2 separate regions of the Zea mays genome follow, and region 2 is linked to region 1. Evidence: chromatin contacts called from public Hi-C data. All regions are on one chromosome and are shown on one strand. The core of a region is the stretch at or near the end of the contact, and the rest is flanking DNA. Distances in the headings are between cores, read along the strand shown.

What was found. Hi-C and Micro-C count contacts between places; a contact is called where the count stands out from the background.
Region 2: a contact with region 1 is called in a Hi-C map of tassel, with 2.4 times the contacts expected there. The contact joins the promoter of LOC100275856 here to the promoter of LOC100272741 in region 1. A contact is called at or near these places in 2 of 25 Hi-C or Micro-C datasets (ear and tassel).

The regions. Positions count from the first base shown.
Region 1 is chr10:4,217,818-4,223,534 of Zm-B73-REFERENCE-NAM-5.0, forward strand. LOC100272741 (Cation/calcium exchanger 5) reads right to left here and starts at 2,990. Exons shown (of 2, transcript NM_001147194.1): 1 at 2,154-2,990. The coding sequence starts at 2,873. It overlaps LOC100383586 (putative DUF231 domain containing family protein), which reads left to right and starts at 5,478. Exons shown (of 4, transcript NM_001176234.1): 1 at 5,478-5,717. The coding sequence starts at 5,687.
Region 2 is chr10:5,024,789-5,030,423 of Zm-B73-REFERENCE-NAM-5.0, forward strand. LOC100275856 reads left to right here and starts at 3,813. Exons shown (of 1, transcript NM_001371519.1): 1 at 3,813-4,405. The coding sequence starts at 3,845. The coding sequence ends at 4,273.

The DNA of each region.
Region 1 (5,717 bases), core at 1,740-4,239:
CCATCCTACTTCCTACTGGATAGTATCAACAACAAAGGGATGCTGAACTCAACCCCATTACTGCATTTCAAGGACGAACTGCTTCACTAGGCAGGGAGAGGTGTAATGGTCAGCAAAACATATTACTGCAAGAGGGGAAATAGAAGGGGAGGGATGTATTGGTTCTGAAAGAACACAAGTGAGCCTTCAGCGGCCTCGCCATCTACACCACGTAGAACCCATGGAAAGAGCGCAACCGCAGGATAGTCCACAGCCCTCCAAGTTGCAGAAAGGATAAAAGAAAACATGGATCTTCGTAAAAGGGCACATTGTTTGCAACCTACGGTACCCAAAGGACACTTTAGTTTTTCAATTAGTGGTGTCTCAAAATCATCCCAGCATGCTTGGAGCTGGCTTTCTGTTGGGCGGTTGGGCCATTGCCCACCCTGTACTTAAAATTCTTTTCTTAATTGAAAGGAAGAGCTCTTGCCATTTGCAATAACAAAAACTTGGGCCCTGTGTCAAGATTTAGGTTTAGTAAATTTGAGTTTAATTGGATTGGATTCTCCCATCTATAAAGAATAAATAGAGGAGTTTATGAATGAGAAATTGAGCATAATTTGGGTAATTCGCCTCTGCATTCTTGCCCCTCATTTCCCTTACTGTTCAGACATGCAACACACCACTGTCTTCTCTCTTATCGTAGCCGCCACCCCCCCTCCTCCCGCCCCCTCTCGGGTAGAGTTAAGTTAACCACGGTCGACCCCTCTCCAGTCCAAGCAGGTGACAACTGACAATCACTAGTCGCTTTTATGCTTCTAAGCTTGACCTCTGTCTAAGCACCCTAGTTTTGTTGAGTTCATTGTTTCGGCTCACTCATAGAAGTTTTTTCTGCAAGAGGCCTTGTACAGATCTTTGCCCATCTGGGCTACCCATCTTTTTAATACAACTGGCAGCTCTCCTGCGACATTCGTTTAAAAATAAGAACAAAAGGGAGGAGCACACAATAGACAACTCAATTCTGAAACATACTAAAACCGAACATCTAATCTAACATGCGAGGGTTGGAAAATCGCTCGTATGTTTATAAAGCACTATGAGCTAGCTGCTAGCAAATATCCAAAATATCAGCAAGGATGTTTGGGCATTCGCTTGTTTGTGTTATAGCTGATATTGGCAATGTTAGTGCACCCGTAAGCTTGATTGATCAGGTGGGTGCTTGGCTTACTAGGTTTGTAACTTGTAAGAACATGTATTGGATCCTAAGAGAGTTGAGTCACTATCCTTATTCCGGTTAGTTCAGCAGCCCTAGGCTGTCTCCAACAGACCGTACATATGGTCGTGCAAAATATTGTTTTGTAATGTATATTACATTGTTTTCAGAGTAGAGTTTGAAATATGAGGTAAGGTATAATATGTGATAGAAAGGCTGTTGAAGACAACATTACTGAGTTTGCTGTGGACTTATGACTAAACAATCAACGATTGCTTATCTCAGGGGTTAACATAACAATCTATAAATTATAAAGTCAGAAACTGTTACAGACTTCTGAATTCTTTTTCTTAAATATTTCCTAAACCCCCGTTTGTTTCCCTTTATTTTGAGGAATTGGAATCTAACTAATTGAGTAGCCTATTTTTTTAAGAATGAGACGTTCCACCACTTTCCAAAGTTTATACATAAGCCTATCTTAAATTCATGGGGTGACAGATAGAAATTGATTGTATAGATTTACATGCTAATTTTCTAATATACAACTTATAGCACACTCTTCTACTTACTTGTCTATAGCATAAGTGTAATGTATAATTATCTCTCTCATATAATTTAGGATAATATACAAATATATTAACTTAAGTAGTTTATGTCTAAATTATAATTATTAGAATGGAATTCAATTGCAACGAAACAAACGCCTAAGGGTTATCTGTTTGATCATCTGTTTCACATTTGAATCCAGACAGTAATGTTAAAACCCAAAGTCAAACGTAGTCCAGCAAAAGGGGGCCAAAGTCAACGAAAGTATGAGATTTGCCGATTAAAAAACCCATAACATTCAGCATTTTCAGGCGAGAGTGTTGATTCTGCAGACACCATCAAACAGACTAGGATTGATGTCTCCGTCAAGTACTAGCACATTGGCCATTAACAATTTGAGTTGTTGAATGCATACCTTCCAGAGCAACGCACACCAAGCGGGTCGTCGTTGTTGCCTGTGATCCTCCACTGTGATCGGCAGGTCCACCGCCACACGGTCACTGCCACTCACCATCTCCAGGTCAGCTGCCGCGGCGCTGACCGCCTTCTTCCCGTCCGCGCTCCCCAAATCCATGTAGAAGACTAGCCCCACGAAGAAGGCATAGAAGAGCACGAACCCGACGGCCTGCCAGAGGAAGATCTCGGCGCTGAGGTAGACGTAGAACAGCGCGGACGCGGCGAGGAGGTAGAAGAAGACGTCGCGCGCGAACGACGGCGGCGGGACGGCGAAGGGTGCGGCGACGAGCGCGACGGCCCCGACGACGAAAGCGGAGACGAAGGCGCCCGCGGAGAGCACGGCGGCGAGCCCGGCCCTGGGCATGCCCCGGGGCCCCCCGAGCGCCGCGGCGGACGCGAACGCGTCGGGCGCGCCGTTGCCGAGAGCGAGAAGCGTGACGGCTGCCATCGACGGCGACAGCCGCAGGCGCGCGGCGAGGCGGGACACCGCCGGGGTGAAGCGCGCCGAGGCCGCGGCGGCGAGGAGGCGGAAGTGGAGGAGGAGGAGCAGCGCGAGGAGCGGGAGGGAGCGCCGCGCGTCGCCGCGGAGCAGGCACGCGTGGATGGCGGCGTAGTCGAGGAGCGCCGGCGGGCGGGCCAGCGCGGAGGAGATGGCGCAGGTGGCCCCCGGGGTGGCCATGCCATGCGCCGTTCCGGAATGCCGCGCGCGAGGAGAGGGAATCTGGCGGAGGGAGGGGGGAGGGACGGTGAGGGATGGCAGCCAGCTAGCGGGCAGCCAGAGTGATGAGTGGGAGCGGCACGGACGCCGATAGGACACACGCAGCCCACGGGCGGGCGGAGTGGACGCCTGCCGACCTCGGCGGCGGCGGCGGGTCCCGCGCAGGTCCTAGCGCAATTAAGGTATGTGGGGCCCTTTTTAGTTTGACGGAAGCTGGAACCGTCTGGCCCAGGAGCGGCTGGTCTGGTTGCACCTTGGGCCCGTTTGGGCCGGAAGGTAATGGCGTCCCGAGGCCGTTGGATCGGGCCACTTTGCCTATTTCTCTGGTAGTATAACAACAATGACGTCTTGGTCCTGTCATTATTTTAGATATGATGTTTCCTTTTTTACGTTTTATCTCAACAAAAGAGCGAGTTTGTTTGTGCAGTTTTATGTAAATTTAGATCATGATCCATTATCATTCCTAGATGTATATCATCCGGTTAGGATTATAGTTACCCCAAACACTAAGGTTCTGTTTGATTCTAATTAGTTATAGGACTAAACTTTAGTCTCTATCTGTTTTGGTTATCAGGACTAAATATTAAATGTAGTGCCTAAAGACTCGAATAGCCCTATAATATATCGCAGCATCCTGCCAACTGAAGCAGCGGACGTGAGGCAAGGATAAGGATAGCAAAGGAAAAAAAAGTCTAGTTTAGGTCTAGTTTGGTTTAAGGGATTAAATCCTTCATTTTAGTCTCATTTAGTTCCTAAAATAACAAATAGTAGACTAAAAATGATTCCCTCCATTTTAGTCTCGTTTAGTTCCTAAATTACCAAATAGTGTGACTAAAACAAAGACTAAACTGTTTTAGTCTCTAGTCCCTCGATAGGTGATTAAAATAGACTAAACCATATTTTTTGTTCATTCTTTATTTCAATTATTCTAATGGCGAAAAAATGCTAAGTGATATTTTAGTCATCTTATGATTTATTTAATGCGTTTTGAGTACTTTTAGTCTACAGAAACAAACAGGGTAGTGACTAAACTTAGTCTCCTAACTAAATTTTAGTCCCTCGACTAAAGGAACTAAATGGACCCTTAGTCCTCTTTAGCCACTACTTGAGGGACCTTAAGTCCTTGTGTTTAGTAAATTAGGGACTAAAAGAGACTAAGGGCCCGTTTGGTTATTTTAGTTCAGATACTAAAGTTTAGTTTGAAGACTAAAGTTTAGTCCATATCCTGTTTGGTTATAGAGACTAAAAATATTCAAAACGTATTAAATAAATTATAAGAGGACCAAAATACTCTTAAGCATTTTCTCGCTATTAGTGAAACTGAAATAAAGGAGGGGTAAAAGGTAGGATTTATATGATTTAGTCCATTTTAGTCACCACTTAGGGGACTAGAGAGTATAGACTAAAATAGATTAGTCTCTATTTTAGTTCTACCGTTTGATAATTTAGAGACTAAGGGCCTAAAACAAAGGCAAATAGAACCACAATGAGTAGTAGAGTACTTTCCTTTTTTTTCTCGTTTCGTTTCTTCGTTGGAGTGCTCTTTTTGGAAGAGAATGAAAAATGAGACGACTGGCCTCGCATTGCCGGCACGGCCGCATTCATAGCCCACCCACACGGCCATACCCACTGCCGATGGCGAAAAGAAAGAGAAAGGGTCGTTGTCCATCCCCACTCGCAACGGAAAGGCAACTGGTAAGTGCAGGCACCACCACTAATAAACCACGACGACCACCGTGGCTCAGCAACGGCGGTGCAGCACTGAGCACTTGAGCAGGGATCCCAGGGGATCTCCGATCACATTCCGGCCGTCGCCATCAGTGGCGCATGAGGCGCCAGCGTACGCCTGGACGAGACGGCATCGTCGTGGCAGCAGCGCGCGATCGGGTCGGTGGTTTGCTTTGCTTTGCTTTGCTTGGCTTGCGTACTACTCGATCCGATCCTAACCTTCTCATCATTCCTTTCTTGCCTTGCACCCGTTTTTTTGCTTCTTTGTTATCGCGCAATCATCTTCCCAGTTCGTCATTCGTTACTTGCCTCCCCCCAAACCACATAACTCATATAACTAACTAACTAACTAACTAACTAATCGAACTTGCATTGGTGATGTAGTATCTCACAAGTCACCACCGACTGAAACACACCCTTGTCGTTGTTTAAATTTTATACATCTCGTTCTCTACTATATTTAAGTGTGAGTTTTATCGTGCGTAGAACTAGAAATTGAACTCACGTCGCTAAGATTGCAGCCGAACCCCTTAATCACCGAGACACATGTCTATTTCTGCCATACTCTTTTTGTTCTTTTTTATTTGTCACCGTTTCGTTAAAAAATAAACTAGTAAACGACAAATATTTACGATATTACAGACATGTATATGCTGTTAATTGAAAAATAAAAACATAACCATGTCTAAATAAATATGTTATTTAAATAAATTAAACTATACAAATATTCGAGCAACTATTACCGAAGGAAGCGAAGCAGCAAGTCAGCAACCGTTTCGCTTGCCCCACTTCTTCCAATCATAAATCCTGGCGGCCACCGTCTACTTCCCCGCAGCAGTCCGTACCGGCAGGTCCCGGTCCCGGTCCCGGTCATTGCAAGTTTGCAACACGGTCCCGCACCGCTCTCCTATCGTCTCGTCTCCTCGGACCACCCAGTGGGCACGGCACGCCAGTTGCCGACGCGCCTCCTGCCACGGGCGCTCCCGCGGGATTTCAGTTACCGGCCGCTTCGTCCCCGGAGCCAGGCAGGCAGGCAGGCGGCGGCAATGCTGCTGGGCTCGCCCGTGAAGCGCCTGC
Region 2 (5,635 bases), core at 2,563-5,062, 810 kb after region 1:
AACAAACTTTTCCCTAGCTAGCACTAGCAGCTATAAGTACGTAGCAAGAGCCCAACAGCTCGTACTCGTACACGGTGCCATCCAGTGGCGGACCCAGGATTTTATGGCAGCCTAGGCTGTGAGCCAGTGTTTTATGGCAGCCTAGGCTGTGAGCCAGTGCTGCGGTGCAGGCCTGCGGTAGCCTGAGCTTTGCATCTTTTTTTGAACTGGAGTCAAATACATGCTCCATACAGACGCGCGAGGCAGCCCAGGCCGTGGCCTGTGGTGCCTGTGTACTGCGTCCGCCTCTGGTGCCATCGATTTCTTCTCCTTGATGCCAATCGTGTTTTCATGATATCCAGTACTTACTCTCTGAGTAACTGCTTTCTTTTGCCAATATCAACTTGGGTTCTATATATGATAATATTTGGTTCTACTAATGACAAATAACCGACCAACTAAAAGCAATTGTTTTGAGCTTAACTCTATATACAGCTAGTCCACTTCGGACAAACGAGACATTTGCTGAGTACGTTGATGTGTACTTACCCTTACTTAAACAGCAAACAACAGGTTGTTCGTATTGCAACCATGGCTAAGGATAAGATGAAGACAACACGAAGGATTTCCAAGAGTTTCAGGACCTCCAGGAGTTCTAAACTAGATTAGCGCTAAACCCTCAATCAGTTGCATGTGAAGGCCTTATCTTACTATGTTTCGTTTAACACTTTGATTTCTATTTAAGTTATTAATGACTATATAGATGTTTCAAACAGTGGTGGAGCTTTCGGTATGGCCAAGTATGGCTTTCGCCATACCTTGGATTCGGAAGTCCCATCTCCGCCGCATCTGCTTAATCGTCTGGACGACTCTCTGCTTCTTTTGCCGCCCCTCGGTTGTTCAGCTCTGCAACACCATGTTTGCGGCGTGCCTCCGTTCCGTCCGAACGTCCTGAGCGACACGTTGACCCCTGACGTGTCCCATCGACCGTAGTCTGTTGAGCGTAGCCAGCAGACAAACGACCTTCACTTTGTGGTCCGCAGTTCCGCGCGATAGGACCAGGCCACGGCGTCACCGCCACTGGATGCCGCCGCCCACGTCTGGGATCTCAACCGCTTGTGTGTGCCCTTCTGCAACATAGTCGACGGGAACTCCATGATCTTCGTCGGATGCTCCATGCCAGGAGGTCGCCGACACAATCACCAGAGGGAACCTGTGCACCAGAACCATCCTGCTAGCATGCGCGTGCACGTGTGTGATGCTCAGAGGGTGTTCGATCAAATGGCATTTAGAATGTCGTGGCGTCAAATGCCATCGTTACCTGCTTCGCGCAAGCTGTTCAGTGCAATATCGATCAAGAATGTCTCAACACAACGGTCCTGGTTTTTTGGGCAGTGATGGTTTATGGGTATATTCTGATGAGTGGTGTGGCAAGGCTTGTGACATATTCTAGCCATGCCTAAATTTTTGTGCGTCCTCCGCCACTGGTTTCGGACATCATGATGTAATAAATTAAAGTAATACTTCTTTACGCTATTATTTGAACACTGTGTGATTATGTATAGTTATGTAATCGATGTGTACGTGAATTTCTAATCATGTCAGATAATTGGTTCGCATTCGGTTTACCTTTTAAAACCAGGTGTGACATGACATCTATTTTACACCGCGTATATAAATAGAGAGAGGCTGCCATGGGCATACCGACGTTAAGAGGACTTAGAGGAGTGAGGGCACAGGCCCCCACTCAATTTTGTTGATTTAGTGTAAGTTTTACCTTATTTACTATAATCACTAGTCTTATTTTGTAATTAATTATTCATTTAGACCCCACTCAAAAATAGGTCCCACTCAAATTTTTGTCTAGTTCCGCCCCTGGCCTGGGCGCCTGGCGCATGAAACAATATTCGTTGGTAGCCTCAGCCTATATAGCTACCGTACACCTCTAGAGAAACATTTTGTCTCTACTGTGTTTTCTTTAGTGACACATATTTAAATCAAGACCGCTGTCAGAGAGGAAATCTCCAACCGAGTGGTGGAGTACACCCGCCCTAAATCCTAAGATGAGGAGGGGCTTAGGCGTTTCGCTTGATCGTTGGAGTGAAGGGGAAGAACTCAAGAACACACAAGGGTTTAGAGTGGTTCGGGCCGCCGGAGCGTAATACCCTACTCCACTGTGAGTTGTATTGCTTGAGAGCTTGTATGAGCTAGCGAGTCTAAGATTGCGTGTGTGTAACGTCGCATGCCTCCCCTTTTATAGCCGAAGGGGGACATGTACAAAGAGACCCTGAACCCCGACATGCGGGCCCAGAGACATAAGGGTGGAATACCCGGAGCAATTAGTGTTGGTCACCTTGCGCTATCTCACTGTGCCCTGACATCCACTGCCTAAGTAGAATTGGCGTGCTGCCAAAGGTTCCTCGGTATCGACCAAGTTATGATGACCACTGCACGCATGCAGCGGTGTGGGCGTACTGCCTGCTGCTTTGATTGGACAGGTATGCCGCCCGGTCTGGTCGATGCCTGCCATCAGAGTGGACGGGGCACATTAAATGCCGAGTCGGCACTTCGCCTATGAGCAGGGCGGCCAGGCGGCGTGCGATCTCCCGCAATAAATGCAGAGATCGCATGGCCCCGAAACCTTACGTCAGGCCTTGCTCTCCGGCTTCCGTCACGGGCCGCAGGCCACGTGGCAGCATCGGGTTTCCGCCCAGGCGGGGAGAGTAGGCGCGCCTGGCAAGATCCCGACAAGTGTCTGTGCCGGACCCCTGTACGCCCCTGACTTAAGCCAGGGTATTCCTCGTCCCGAGATCTCGTTGTGGACGGTCCGGACCTCACCTAGAGGGGTCCGGGTTCCGTCTTAGGGGAACACTGAGATCCCAATTAGGTGTGTTGGGGTCCGGCATTATCTCACGGGGGTCCGAATCCTGGTGGCCTCGGAGATTGCCCCCGTGGAGGGGTGAACCGCGCCTCCTTACTATAGTAAGGGGTACCCCTGTTCCAGGGTACCGACAACCGCTATTATAAATACATTAATGACGTGTATATATAACCACATCACTGACTTCAGACATCTTTTCTACTCTAATCTATTCAATTTCATGTATTTAAATCAAAGTCGCTAATACATATATATTGGTGACATGTATATATAAACACGTCACTAGCTTCAACCTTCACGGCCCATTTAAAAACCGAAATTTTCAAACCTGCTCAGATGGAAATATCACCAAAATTGAGTTGTACATTTTAAAAAGTTACGAAACTTTGAAGTTGATAAGCTTTTGATTTGAAATCATCTTGTCATAAAAATATGTTTGAAGTTTTCAAATTTGGAAACAAAAAATTTGTAAATTACCTTGGATGATGCTAATTTAGTGTCTTTAAGAATCAATTTACACTCAGTTTGTTATAATACGCGGAAAAGAAAAACGTAATATAGACAGTGGTCATATGCATGAGGAGACGTCTTGAGTCGATTCTTCAGCAACTCATGCTAGGGACGATTGTTTGATCATGCATGTCGGCGTGTGATGAAACCCTGCTTGGATTACAAGTCATTGTGTATAGCCTAAACCTGTGAGTTTCAACATAGAGCTAGCAATTGGTAGAAAACAGCACACTGCTAACATTTTGGAAGTAGGTAACCTAGCTAGCTACTCTACCGGGTCAGCATGCAAACGCGGCACTTTCCAACCATCTCTACCAAAGACAGTAGAACAAACTCACCCACCCACTCATATCATCTCACACGTACCTGCAAGCAATGCAAGGCAAGCATCATCATATATGCATATATATATTACCAATACATACCTTCATCGATCGAGCTAGGTTACTAAACCAGCTTTTGGCCGCGGCAGGCATGGCAGCGAAGGCTGCCGCCGCCGTCACCACCATCGCCCACGTTGTCGTCGACGAGGACGAGCTGTTCGAGCTCGACATCGCACTCCTGGACGGCCGCGACCACGACCACCGCCGCGGCGGCGGCGGCCGCCGTAGTAGTCCTGCTGCCGGTGCCGACGCCGACGCCGACGCGGGGCACGCCCTGCTGGCTAACTGCCTGCTGCCGCTGCGGTCGGTGAGCAACGCGGTGCCGGTGGTGGCGACGAGCGGCAGGCTGTCGTCGTCCCCCTTCTTCGGTCACTACAGCTCCAGCTCCAGGAGGCTCTTCACGCCACGCAGCAGCAGGAGGTTCCTTTTCCTTGGACGGTCCGCTGGGAGTTCTTCGGCGAGGCTTTGCTTCTCGAGCAGGGGCTTCGAAGCCATGGGGAGCTACTTCCAGAGGTACTGACCGAGTTGTGAGAGAGACGTCGATGGATCGGGAAACAGCCTATACACACTAAACTCTATGTGTAATTTTCATTTGATATAGTTTTTTTTTAAAATTTTTTTGCTCAAATCGCACTGACTGGTTCAGTAGTCATCTCGCCGTCTCCTTGCATCATCGCCAACGAAATATTGCGTGTAACAGCTAGCTATATATTAAGCATTTAAGGTGCAGCATATAATTGTAACTGGTAACGTTAAATCATGTTTATTTAAGCATAACAATAATGAGATTCAAGGCTAAAAACTGATATCAGTCTATTTAAACTTATAACCGCTATCACTCGAGTGTCAACCATTACCATTATCATTTACGTTAAACCAAACAACACCTAAGCTATATATAATATTGAAAATCTTCCCATATCATAAACATCTTATTAGAGCTAGCTTGAGAACCTTATTTTCACAGAGGTTCCCAAGCTAGCCCTTATTCAAAGATGTCTTTGTCTCTTTTACGTTGAGAATTCTTTGCAGATGGAAGTTATGATATATTTAAGTTTAGATATTTATGTGTTTTTAAACGTTGTATAATAGTTTTTCTCCAGTTGCAACACAATTATCATATTTTACTTTACTAGTAACTAAAAGATAAAAATGAGAGAAAGAAAGAAAGATAGAAAAAATGATTTGCAAATGAAAATCCGTACGTGCCAAGAAAAGAAGGCCCGGTGCGGTTGCGCTCTCCTGGGCCGCCGGAGAACATGGACTGGGCTACGGCCCGTCCGCTGCATGGTCTCCCTTCCGAGTTCCGTCCACGGTTCACCCCGCAACCCGCGTGGCCGCGTTCGATCTGTCTCTGACGAGCGACGACTCCGCCGTCCCCGTGCTAGGTGCCGAGGCATTCTTCGGTCTCTCTGTCGGCGACGAGCACCCACCAGCAGGTATTCCCACCCACGTCTCCCCTTCCTGTTGTGTGAAACCGAGCATCCAAACCCTAACCTTGTTTTGCTATTTGATGCAATGATGCCTACTAGGCTACTAATACTTCAAGCCTTTTTGGCAAAAAAAAAAAAATCAAAAAAATCGGGTGTAGAACTGTAGATACGCATCTCCATCTCCCTTTACTGGGTCCACCCCTCGGCCATATCCTTGTCTCCCGTGGCCACACCTGCTAGTTTTGCATTGATTATCTCCTAATAATCCGGTAGATATCTGATATTTCCGTGACGTATTTGATAACATCTCTTCAAAGCACCTACCGTTGATTTACTCAAGTTGAGTGGATTATTGATTTACCTCGCGCAATAAAAAAGTTGAGTTGTTTTATCCGTGATAAAAGTGGGCTGAATCAGATGTGTATGTTCTACGTTTCCTTGAGCAAAAC